4 separate regions of the Mus musculus genome follow, and all the other regions are linked to region 4. A link is a contact called in public Hi-C and HiChIP or PLAC-seq data. All regions are on one chromosome and are shown on one strand. Each heading gives the region's core, a stretch centred on a gene start, on an enhancer-like site or on the middle of the called end of the contact. The rest is flanking DNA. Distances are from core to core; before and after follow the strand shown. Region 1 has its middle 28 kb from the start of Gm32590. Region 2 has its middle 76 kb from the start of Mir21c. Region 3 overlaps A930035F09Rik (a long non-coding RNA gene). Region 4 has its middle 220 kb from the start of Gm32590.

Region 1 (2,852 bases), core at 35-2,534, 190 kb before region 4:
TACAGCTCCCCTAATGTTTAATGAACATTGTAGAAGAGGGGGTGGGAAGAATGTAAGAACCAGATGATGGGGAGTAGAGCAACAAAATGCCATGTTTGGGTATGATGGAGCTATAGTGATTGTAAACTAACAGCAAATGTTGTTGCCTGGCCCAGGCCTATACAAAACCGGCCTTGTCAACAGTCAGTCTTGATGGCAGCAGGACTCACAGAGTCCCACCTGTCCTGTTAGTTATTGGATACTGACAGAGTCTGGGAGAGGGAACTCATTGGCATCAGTTATGTATCCACTGATGGATTCCCCAGGCTCTGGGGGTGAGGGTGGTTGCAATCCCATAGTCACACATTTGGCCTTGGTGTAAGTCAGTTTGCCATAAAACAAGAGAGCATTGTCTTAGTCAGGGTTTCTATTCCTGCACAAACATCATGACCAAGAAGCAAGTTGAGGAGGAAAGGGTTTATTCGGCTTACACTTCCATGCTGCTGTTTATCACCAAGGAAATAAGGACTGGAACTCAAACAGGTCAGGAAGCAGGAGCTGATGCAGAGGCCATGGAGGGATGTTCTTTACTGGCTTGCTTCTCCTGGCTTGCTCAGCCTGCTCTCTTATAAAACCCAAGACTACCAGCCCAGAGATGGTTCTACCCACAAGGGGCCTTTCCCCCTTGATCACTAATTGAGAAGATGCCTTACAGCTGGATCTCATGGAGGCATTTCCTCAACTGAAGCTCCTTTCTCTGTGGTAACTCCAGCTGTGTCAAGTTGACACAAAACTAGCCAGTACAGGCATATAAGAAATGGATTTGTAGGAGGGTTGGGTTGACAAAGTAGAAAGGGAGATTAAAAAAAGGGGGTGAGTTGGTTGAATGTATTGTATACACGAACAAGTTTTTCAACAAGTTTAATGTATATGTATGTGTATGTATATGTATAATGTATGTCTATGTGTGTATGTATGTGTGTGTGTGTGTATGTGTATATATATAGAGAGAGATGCTTTTCTGTCTCCCTATTTTGTCTCTTCTTTGTGTATATGTTAATTTACACATATACACACACAGACAGAGAGAGAGAGAAAGAAAGAGAAAGGAGAAATGAAGAGAGGAAGGAGGGGGAGAAAAAGGAAAAAGGAGCAGAAGAAAAGAAGGCAGAGAGGGAGAAAAGAGAAGAAAACAAGCTGGCTGCACTTAAGAAAGAAAGCATGCAGTCTTTAAATCTGCTTTGCAGAGATGAGGAGCTGATGCTGGCCATGCTCTGTGAAGAGGAGTGGTGGAGACTTACAGAACATCAGGGGGCTGAGGAAAGTCCCTAAGCATGGGAGGTCTGGTTGGAATAGCTTCATACTTGTGTAGCAGCACCAAAGGGAATTTACCACATGGTTTGGCAATAGCATTGTTTTGAAATTTTTTTCCAGACTCTCAAGATGGGAAGGTTGTTATCAGCACAGATTAATAGAGTTTTTGAAATTGAGGGAAAAGAGCCTTTTTACTTGGCTGAGACAGTCTCGCTTAGCAAATTGTCGCTCATCATGTTTTTGGTAACAATCTGACATGCATAAGAAGTGTCAGGGCATTGGAAAGGAGTGGCCAACTGGGAGGAAAACATCACTAACAATAAGAGACGGGAGAGAACACAATGCTTTTTATTCTGTTCTGTGTAAAATGAAGATGATTGGAGTCATGTGAGAAGTCTTTTTCAATGTCTGGCTGCTGCCCTCTAAGCCCTGACACTTCTCCATTCCTAAGAACTGGAGCCTGGAGAATGAGGAGAGCCAGTGTTCACCCCATCAAGGCACCCGTCTTCCCAACTTTAGAATCAATGCTATAAAATTTAAAAGTGTGCCTGAGTGTGTGTGTGTGTGTATGCACACATCTGAATGCATGTGTGTGTGTATGTGTGTGTGCTTGTGTGTATATGTTTGTGAGTGTGGGGGGTATATGTGTGTGTGAGTGTGTGTGTGTGTGTGTGTGTGTGGGAGTATGTATATGTGTGTGTGAGTGTGTGGGGGTATGTGTATATGTGTGTGAGTGTGTGTGTGGGGTATGTGTATATGTGTGTGAGTGTATGTATATGTGTGTGTGTATGCATCCATGTGTATTCATGTGTGTGTGTGTGCTTATGTATGTATGTGTGTGAGTGTGTGTGTATATGTATGTATGTGTGTGTGTGTGAGTGTGTGTGTGTGTTTGTAGATATACATGTATGCTTATGGATGTAGAAGCCACAGGCCATTTCTTATTTTTCTTATTTCTTTGTTTTGTGAGACAAGATCTCTTAGTCTCTCACTGGGATCTGGCACTTGGCTACACTAGCTGCCCAGAGAACCACAGAGGCTTGCCTATCTGCCTCCCCATGCTGAGATTACAGAGGAGCAATATCATAAGTGGGTTTCTGAGGATTGAACTCAGATCCTCAATCCTGTGCGGCAAACGCTTTATAGACTCAACTTTCCCCCTAACCGTAGATGTAAACTCTTTAATGAAGCACAACTTTCATAGCTGTTTGGGGGTGCCTGGTGTATCCTCTGAGATGGTTCTTGTGAAACAAGTGTTAAATTGCTTTCTTCTCCTTGATGATGTTATTCTTTGCTAATCAGCCTTTCAACCATCTGGCCAGATCTGTGTATATGAAATCGTCAAAGTGATATATTTTTTAAGGATGGATTATGAGAGATGACCTTCTACAATTTTATAAGAATTCACTTTATATGTTATAGTTTATTTCTGCCTATGTGTTTTCAAAAATGAAGTTATCTTTACTGACATGGAATCTTTTATTTTTTTGGAGTACACTACTGAGTCCAGTGGGAAGTATCTCTCCCTTGTTAGGCTTTTAGCTCTGTGAGTGTTGGAG
Region 2 (2,989 bases), core at 229-2,728, 180 kb after region 4:
CTCTTCTGCCTTCTCTGACTCTAACTCAGAGAATTGTGGTAAGAAAAGAAAGGCCATTCATGGGACATCATTTCAACCTTGTTCAAATTTCTTGGCCTGCTTCCATGAGCATGCCTAGAGAGCCATTTTCTTTATGTATTTTTTTTTATTGTATTTACCTCCCATAATCCTCTCTTGTCCCCTTTGTTGATCTGTTTTCTTCTCCTTTCTGCTTTCATATCTGTGTATATGACTCAGTGACCTAGACTTACTAAATGGAGCAATGGCTATATCACTGAACAAAATGCCTCTTCTTCCCTCAGCAGCCATTACTCGAATAGAGAGACTCAGAAAGTGCCACCTTCTTCTACGTTTACCTTCTTTATATCTCCTCTTTCCTAGTGTTACCTAAGCCTTGGAGAGAGTGATAGAGGTGGCCCACTAAGCACTCAGCAGTTATCTCATTTCCAGCATGGTGACCAGAAAGCAGCTAAGTCTCATTCAAACATTCAGATTAAGCAATAGCAAGTAGGCCTCTGTTAGTAACTTCATTAGCAAGAGAATTCACTAGGCAAGGTATTTAGTTTGGATCCAAAATGGACTGTCTTAAAGGCAGAAGCTCACTCCAGTCTGGGAAACAAGGGCCATGGGCTATTCTTCAGACACATCCAGAGAACAGGGAGTATTTTGTTATTTTAACTAGAATGCAACCTCTGGAGGTCCTTCTGGTAGACATCAATCTTTTACAGTTTACAGCCCATAATGATATATGGGGGGATGTGAGAATACAGTGTGTCAGAGAGTCCCTTGTACCAAATAGGAAGACAGACCGAACTTTAATCTTTAGAGCAAGAAAAATGCATCCTTTTTGCTGTGGAATTAAAAGGGGATGAGCAAATTGTAAGTGATTTTTTAAAGCATACAATAAGACTTCCAGCCCAATTCATGGGGGGGGGGTAATTGGTACTTCACATCAGTATTTTTCATGAACTATTTGAAAAACAGAGAAAAATGTGTTATTTCTCTGGAGCCACATCCCACTGTTCTTCAAAGCATATTGCTGAGGAATAAATAATCATTCCCCACTGGTGATTGGCACATTGAGCAACTTTGTGTTGGGCAAAATGTATCAGAAAGCCAACAGTTGATTTTGGACCTAATATATCCAGAGTCCTTGGAGTGAAGAAAAATTTTAAAAGATGCCACACCCTCTAGAGGAGGGTCACACTCAAAAGTGTCTGTTGACTCTGGGGGACAGGAGTAGGGTCCTGTGTAGATAAAAACCCTGACTGTGCCCACAGGGACATTGTATTTCTTGACTGCATTTGGAACTTCACTTCCTTAGTTCCAATACAGTGAAACACATCTGTGACATTTACCCTTAAATTAGATGAAAAATGATCTCAGGACAAACTAATTTGTTGGAAAATGCTGTGTGTTCCTGGTGTTTCTCATCTTCGTGGGAAAAGTTGGAAACCTAAGTAAAACGATTCCCATCCCCTGTGGGGGAGAAGGGGGACAGAGCAGAGCCTGCCAAGGTAATGTGTTGTAGATTGCGTATGGAAGGGAGGTTAACTATCTCAGAGACAAATATTTTGTTATTTCTTGGCAGAAGGTTGAGGAGTGGGCGTTTGAAGTTAATGCCCTGAGTCCTGCTTCTAAATGTTTCCATGTCCTTCTGGCAGCCATGTGATATTAAAATCTTCAGTAAATTAAGTAAATGAGTAAAACATGTTCCATAATGAGATGGGGACAGGCTTCATGAATTATTCCTTCCACCCATGAAAATATCACCAGGTAACCTGCAGAACACATCTTGGTCTCTTGTGTTTCTTCTTTAGAACTAAAAAAATCCAAAGACTACATCAGGGCATAAGGATAGCCAGTGACTTATTCATCATGTTCATGTTCTTTCAGAAAATACCCTATTTCAGTATCTATCTCTATGGGGGCGCAGACTTATAGTTCTGGAACACCAGAGCTTTCTCTTCCTGTGAATCAACTCTCCTGTAGCTGCAACTTCCTCATCTGTGAACTATCCCGAGCTGGCAGGTGGTGGAGGTGCCCATGTTACTAGCTCATGGGATTTACTGCCTCCACATTCCTGTTTCTCCTCCCTGCCAACCTACAGATCAGATCTCTGAAGATCTGATGTAGATCTATAGATAAAGATCTCAGTGAAGCTAAGAAGCAGGCATGTTTGGCTGCTGTGCACTTTGAAGCTATTTTTATGCTTTCTAGCTTTCTCAGGAAGTTGCCCAGGGGCTCAGACTCAACTTAAGTGCAGCTAGGATCTGGGAACCTGCTTACAAAGCTCTCAGTTGCTGAGTGCCCACATTCTTGTCTTGCTTCAGATTTGCATTGTCATGCTTACCCAGAAGTTTGAAAAGCATCCCAAATTGTGAGCCTTCTAGATGGCAAAACCAACATCTTCATTGCATCAGTTCCTGTGGTCATGGCTCTCAATACAGAGATGGGCCTGCCTAGCTGTTCTTCCTGCGGCTCAGTTAGCATCCAACTTCCTGACCCAAGCCAAAGCATGAGCACGACCTTCTAGAAACTGATACTCAACCTAACAGCCAACTATATGCCAGTTATATGACCTATGATCTTGCTCTCTTCTCCCTATACTATCTTCCTACTTCATCATAGTTGAGGGGCCTTGTCTAGACTGATCCAGTAAAAATCATCCTCATGGTATCAAGGAATTTGCATGTGTATACTCAAAGGAAGAGAGAGATTGGGGGCAAGGATGTGGCTTCAGTCCCTGAAGTCTTGAGGTCCAGCACTGCATAAATTTGGTGTGCTGAATCTTAGAGTCAGCCTTGGCTATATAGCAAATTCAAAGCCAGCTTGGGCTACATGAGATCTTGTCTGATAGACAATACATAGTGATCATGTGTTACCCTACTCTAAGTTACTCTACATTGTATAAAACAGTGGTCTACTTTTAATGATGGTTCTTTAGTTGTGTTGGGATAGCAGCAGGTGGCACAACCTAGCAGGAACA
Region 3 (2,957 bases), core at 145-2,644, 210 kb after region 4:
CATCATTTGCAAGTCTAAATAGTCCATTGTGAGCTTCTGGTTTTGTCTGTCAACAGATCCTTCCAGTTTCTAAAGGAAATTTATCATTAAAATAATTGAACTGATAAAACATACGTCCACAGTGTGTCAGAGATGGTGCATTTCATACGATGCTAATTCAAAGCTACAGGTTAGAAAACCTAATCTGTATATGAACTGACTTCATAAACGGCAAAATGACACATATTATTTAAAGATATTTGTAGATATTCATCTTTAGGTGCCAAAAGGGTGTTCTGCTTAAAGAGGGGGATAAGCCTTTTGTCAGGTGAAATGTTCTATGGGCTGAGAAAAGCATTCAGACAGTGCTTGGTAATTAGTCATTTCACAAGTGGTTTTGTTGCTAATCTTCCTACCCTTTAAATGTCCATACACCTTAGGATTCTTTTAAAATCTTGCATGTCAAGATAGTTTTATCCAATTATATTGTATGTGCATCCTTTAGTGTATATTTTAACATAAAATTTCTAGGTCTTTTAATCTGCAGAATAGTGGTGGAGAAAATGAGTGGGTCTGATGCGTGTTAGTCACATAGACAGACAACTTGCTAGATGATGGGCAGGTTTATAGATAAATAATAGATAGAAGATATAATTGACAGATGAATAGATAGATGGTAAGTGCATATAAATTATTGATAGATGAGAAGTAGATAAACAGATGGTAGATATAGATAACAGCTAAAGATAGAGCCATCAATAGAATATATATATGAATAACATACATTCTTTTGCATGAAAACTTTTTTCTTCTAGAACAGGGCTATAGAAAACTTTCCAAAAAATGGGAATGGGTGGGTAGGGAAGTGGGGGGGGGGAGGGTATGGGGGACTTTTGGGATAGCATTCTAAATGTAATTGAAGAAAATACATAATAATAAAAAATATTTTAAAAAAAAGAAAACTTTCCCTAACTCTACCAGACATCTGCTGCAGTGTTCAAGCTCTTTGAGTACTACCCTGCACTTAATATGGAAACATACCTGGAAAGATCATCACAGTTGCACATTAGTGACACACATGTGTAGCACTGCACTTGCTTCTTGAGTGCATGATTCCTCTCTGATACTTCCATGCAGCCAAGTTATACGAGCACATTTGAGAGATTAGCTAAAATTGCACTGTTGCCTACAAACTCAGTTTGCCACCAGGAACCTTTAAATGCACCTCTGATCAATTTTAATCATTAGCCATTGATCCTCACATTACCCAATTAATATATTAAGAATGTTGCAAACCGCAATGAACCTAGCCACGGCCAGCAGCACTCTATTGCCCTGCATAGGCTATGTGGTCCATATGTGGAGCATGTGCATGTGGGGAGGCCCTGCTGGGCATGATGGGAATCATGCCTGCCTTTCACAGCTCACTGTGAGTCAGCACAGCAGCAGTGAATGCACAACAGGCAAGCAGGGAGTAGGTCACTGCAGACTGAACTCAGGCTGCAGCAGTAATGAACTGGTAATTCATTAGATGCTTATATCTGCTGTTAAGAACTCCATATTAAGAAGATTTTCAAACTGTTCAGATGGGGCTTCTTAGCATCCTTGTTGATGACTTCATGTAACTCAAGTACAGTCAGTATCTTATTGATTCTGAATGGCCTGAAGCACTTCCCTCATTATGACGAAGGCCATCCGATGATGGTAACTGTCTGCGTGTAAACTGCAATGAGACCATACAGTGTAAGCCCAACCACTCTAACCTGGTCCATTTAGTATTTCAAGATTCACTAATAATCAAATGTTCCTTAATACTCAAAATAATCCTTGGGAATTTTAAGGTCAATTTATTTATGACTTGCTTCATTTAGAACCTTGAAGCAAACTCATCTACAGTTCAGGGGATCTCCTGAAAAAAAAAAATCACTGAATTACTCACCTATCCCTGAAACAAAGTCTTATATCTGTCAGTGTTGGTGGATTTTTGTGAATCTCCATAAAAAACTTTTATGAATATTTAAGTAAATATTTTTAAAACAATTTGGATGAGAGAGAAGCACATAGTCTGCAGGTTTCAGAGTAAGGAGCCTCTTAAATTGTATGAAGGCTGGCTCTTCCTTTAACAGTCATGAGCTATCTTTTAGGTATGTTTCAAATACATTAAGTATGTTCCACCATTAATCAGCTTAGAGCTGACCACTAAAACACTGGGAGGGATTTGTCTCAGTGCCACACAATGACTCAAACTTTTATAAAGGAAAAGTCAAGCCAACGTCAGTGCTGGTGACTCACATGAATTTACTGCAGAAATTAAATAAAAGTAAAGTGCCCTAGGAAGTTCTGATTTAGTAAGCAGTGTAGACAGGGCATTATCAGAGATTAATTGTGTTTTAATCATAATCATAGCCATAAATGAACACTAAGCTATCATTCAAAATTATGGAGACCGGCACAGGGAGAGATGGCTTAAAGGGACAAGAAGGAATGGCCTTCATAGAGTCATGCTTGGTTAGATTTCAGAACAGGTTGTGTACTCCTCAGATCAGATGGTAGGAGACATCCACTTCTTTATCCTCTTACAGTGGCCTCTTCAACACCTGCTAATATAAATTAATGACGTTTAGACAACTACCTAACTACTTTAATCATTGCACAGCAAAACAATAGAACATAACAATTACTAGAAAATAAAAGAAAAGAACAATTACTAGAAAATTAAACAACTGCTGGCCTCCAACTTACTAAATAGCTAGAGATGAGCTTGGAGTCCTGGTCTTCCTGCTTCTACCTCTAAGGTTCTGAGATTCTAGGATTGCAGCACTATGCTGGATTTATGCAATGCTGTAGGTGGAATGGGATTCTACCACCTCCCAAGACCCTAGCCCTAAATAATTATTTTTAATAGAATATAATGTTGTCTTAATTCCTTCTTTGTTGTCAACAAGTCACTTAACTTCTTATTCCTATAAATCAGAAGT
Region 4 (2,700 bases), core at 45-2,544:
CAGAGCAAGCACTTTACTGTCGCCTCAGACCTTCCCTAGTATCTTGGATAAAAGTTCTCAAATAACTAACTCTCCTGGGTTAAAATATTACAGTTTTTAATAACAAAACATTAAAATGATAGGGTTAGTGTCTAAAATGACTATGATGCAGAATGACGAATACCCATAAGCCAGCATGCTTGCTGAGTTAACTAATTCTATCCCCCTACCTCACATTGCAAAGAGCTGACCCTGAAGGTGAGATGCTTGCTCTCCAGGGATCTCAGCTGCCTATAGTTAGGGGAAAGTGGCTAAAAGGAGCAGAAGAAGGGACTAAGGAAAGCTGAGTGCTTACCAGGGAAGACTGGATGGACTGCCCAAGGCAGGGGGGGGGGGCGGGGGGGGGGGCGGCTGGTCCTTCTTCTTGTAGCCAATGTGAGAAACAGAATTATAAGAGACCCAGACTCCCCTGCCCCCACCCTGATATCCTAAGAATAGGCCAAAAGAAAAGGGCATGAAATGGTGTTACTGGGAGAAGTGCCAAGACAAAGAGATATTCAGATTTCTGGGGACAAAGGCCATGTGAAAGGAATTTTCCTTTCAACACACAGACACACACAGAGAGACATAAACACACAGAGATACACACACATACACACACACACACACACACACAGAGAGAGAGAGAGAGAGAGAGAGAGAGAGAGAGAGAGAGAACACTGTGTGGCTGGCAGAATGAAATGAATTAGCTGCACTGCATCAACTTCAAATTAAAATAATTTCAAATGTAGCAAAAGAGAACGTGGCAGCGGGCCACCGTCTTAAACAGAACACATGGACAGGGCCTGGGAATGGAAAGCAGAGCCATTCCAAGTGAACCCAGAACACGGAGCAGGGGCTGGAAGAGCCAGTCCAGGCTGCAAGCAGCTGGGAGCTAAATGTTTCCTCCTGGGCCACAGAGAAGGGAGGGGTGTGGGGACTGGAGAGGAATGGAAGCCAAACCATCCATAGGGCTGGTACAGGGCCAGATGGCCACCAACCAGAGACATTGGTTCTTGTGACTCGGGTCACTGGGCAGGAGGGGCCTGAGATCTTGACATAGGGTAAAAGACCCAGAAGAAGAGCAGACCCTGGGCTGAGAGCTTCTACAGCCTCCAGGGGTCTGCACCCTGGATGCCAAAGCTCCCCGGACAGGAAATGAGTGAGACTCCATTAGATTCCAGAGGAAACCTCAGACTCTGGCAACAATAGCAAGAAAGAAGGCTGGGCACAGCAGTTTGTTTAATGTGGATCTGTAAAGGTCAGGGTTAAATGTTTGTGAAAGTTCTCCAACAGGGTTGCACACATAGACCTTTGGGGACGGAGGGAAGACATTGCCTCATGCACAGCCCAGGCACCCAAAATGACTTATATCTAGAAGACTGTGACCCTTGCTGTACAGAAGGACCTATGGCCGTCCACACTCAGAAGGAAAAAGAGATCTTTGGTATTGTTTTATAATCCAGGGACAATTTTCACAGTGATGCAGAGAAAGACCAAGGGTTTAAGGCCAGAGCTGAGGAGATAAAATGAGTGTTATGAAAGCATGAGAACCTTGTGTCCACATTAAATAAAAATAAAAGGAGCAGGAGGAAGAGGAATAGGAGGCGATGGAAAGGAGGAAGAGGAAGATATAAGGGCAGAGGCCAGCATTATCATAATCCCAGGACTGGGACAGGAGGGTCCTTGGGGCTCCTCTTTGTCTGTGAGGATATTTCCAGAGAGGTCTCACTAAGGAAGGAAAATGTCTGGTCTAGCCAATTGGAAAGCTCTAGGTTTAGATGATGCATAGATAAAGAAATAGATAGATAGATAGATAGATAGATAGATAGATAGATAGATAGATAGATGGTCAAAGAGCTGAAGCAATGTCTCTGCTGTCAAGAGAGCTTGCTGCTCTTGCGGAGAACCTGCTATTACTTGCACTCACATCAGATGGCTCACAACCATCTATAACACCAGTTCCATGGGATCTGATACTCAATACTGGTCTCTAAGGATCCCTATACACATCATGTGTTTCATGTACAGACTTGAAGACACACACACACACATACACATAAGATAAAAATTAAACAATAAAGAGTACTTAAGAACTTTACCTGATGTTGACCTCTGGCCTTTACATATGTGCACACACAGGTACACAGACACATTTACTTGGGTATATACAAACACAGATATACACATACATACATACATACATACATATATACATACACACATGATGCATGCATACATATATACATACACATCAAAATGAGTTTTCAAAAATAAGTTCCAAGTTAGCCTGGGCTACACAGTGACAGCCTATCTCAAAAACTGAATTAAATAAATGAATGAATGAATGGTATAGGATATTAATTTTATTTGGTCAAGGTTACCTTATCTTATTTTGAATTTTAAAAAAATCTACTTCAAAATATATTCACAGTACCTGGCATCTTACTCACATAATCCTGATCTGATAATTTCTCAGTAAATGGCCGCTATTCCATATCACTGTGAGTCCAGCCTGCCCTTCATAGACTTGTGTTCCCTTCTGTGGAACCAATCAAGCTAGGCTAAGAATATTTGAAGAAACAATCGTGTCTGTCCTGAATTATATTCCTTTGCTGATTGCATAAGCAATACAGCAGTATGGAAACAAGGCATGCATGCTAAATTGGCTGCTCTCAGTCA

The links. HiChIP or PLAC-seq counts read pairs in DNA pulled down with a chosen protein or histone mark. Hi-C and Micro-C count contacts between places; a contact is called where the count stands out from the background.
Region 1: an H3K27ac HiChIP or PLAC-seq map of heart atrium shows a contact between it and region 4, with 4 times the contacts expected there. The contact joins two enhancer-like sites. A contact is called at or near these places in 4 of 484 Hi-C or Micro-C datasets (the 3T3-L1 cell line, brown adipocytes, psoas muscle and 1 more), 1 of 115 datasets of contacts at active chromatin or transcription factors (heart atrium) and 1 of 9 other capture datasets (bone marrow-derived macrophages).
Region 2: a Hi-C map of uterus shows a contact between it and region 4, with 3 times the contacts expected there. The contact joins two enhancer-like sites. A contact is called at or near these places in 4 of 484 Hi-C or Micro-C datasets (the HL-1 cell line, cerebral cortex, liver and 1 more) and 1 of 115 datasets of contacts at active chromatin or transcription factors (heart atrium).
Region 3: a contact with region 4 is called in a CTCF HiChIP or PLAC-seq map of the NIH/3T3 cell line, with 7 read pairs. The contact joins two enhancer-like sites. A contact is called at or near these places in 1 of 15 datasets of contacts at CTCF or cohesin (the NIH/3T3 cell line), 1 of 484 Hi-C or Micro-C datasets (brown adipocytes) and 1 of 115 datasets of contacts at active chromatin or transcription factors (vascular smooth muscle cells).

Annotation. Positions count from the first base shown.
Region 1 is chr8:127,832,782-127,835,633 of GRCm38.p6, forward strand. No RefSeq gene overlaps it. Among named protein-coding and RNA genes, the nearest start is that of Gm32590, 28 kb to the left of the region's middle. Within about 2 kb of position 1,285, at least 12 of the 459 cell types and tissues checked have an H3K27ac peak or open chromatin away from gene starts, as enhancers often do. A contact at or near this core is called in heart atrium, where this site is marked.
Region 2 is chr8:128,200,298-128,203,286 of GRCm38.p6, forward strand. No RefSeq gene overlaps it. Among named protein-coding and RNA genes, the nearest start is that of Mir21c, 76 kb to the right of the region's middle. Within about 2 kb of position 1,479, at least 49 of the 459 cell types and tissues checked have an H3K27ac peak or open chromatin away from gene starts, as enhancers often do. A contact at or near this core is called in uterus, where this site is marked.
Region 3 is chr8:128,237,772-128,240,728 of GRCm38.p6, forward strand. The region is part of intron 1 of A930035F09Rik (a long non-coding RNA gene); the gene reads right to left. Among named protein-coding and RNA genes, the nearest start is that of Mir21c, 39 kb to the right of the region's middle. Within about 2 kb of position 1,395, at least 31 of the 459 cell types and tissues checked have an H3K27ac peak or open chromatin away from gene starts, as enhancers often do. A contact at or near this core is called in the NIH/3T3 cell line, where this site is marked.
Region 4 is chr8:128,024,512-128,027,211 of GRCm38.p6, forward strand. No RefSeq gene overlaps it. Among named protein-coding and RNA genes, the nearest start is that of Gm32590, 220 kb to the left of the region's middle. Within about 2 kb of position 1,295, at least 128 of the 459 cell types and tissues checked have an H3K27ac peak or open chromatin away from gene starts, as enhancers often do. A contact at or near this core is called in the NIH/3T3 cell line, heart atrium and uterus, where this site is marked.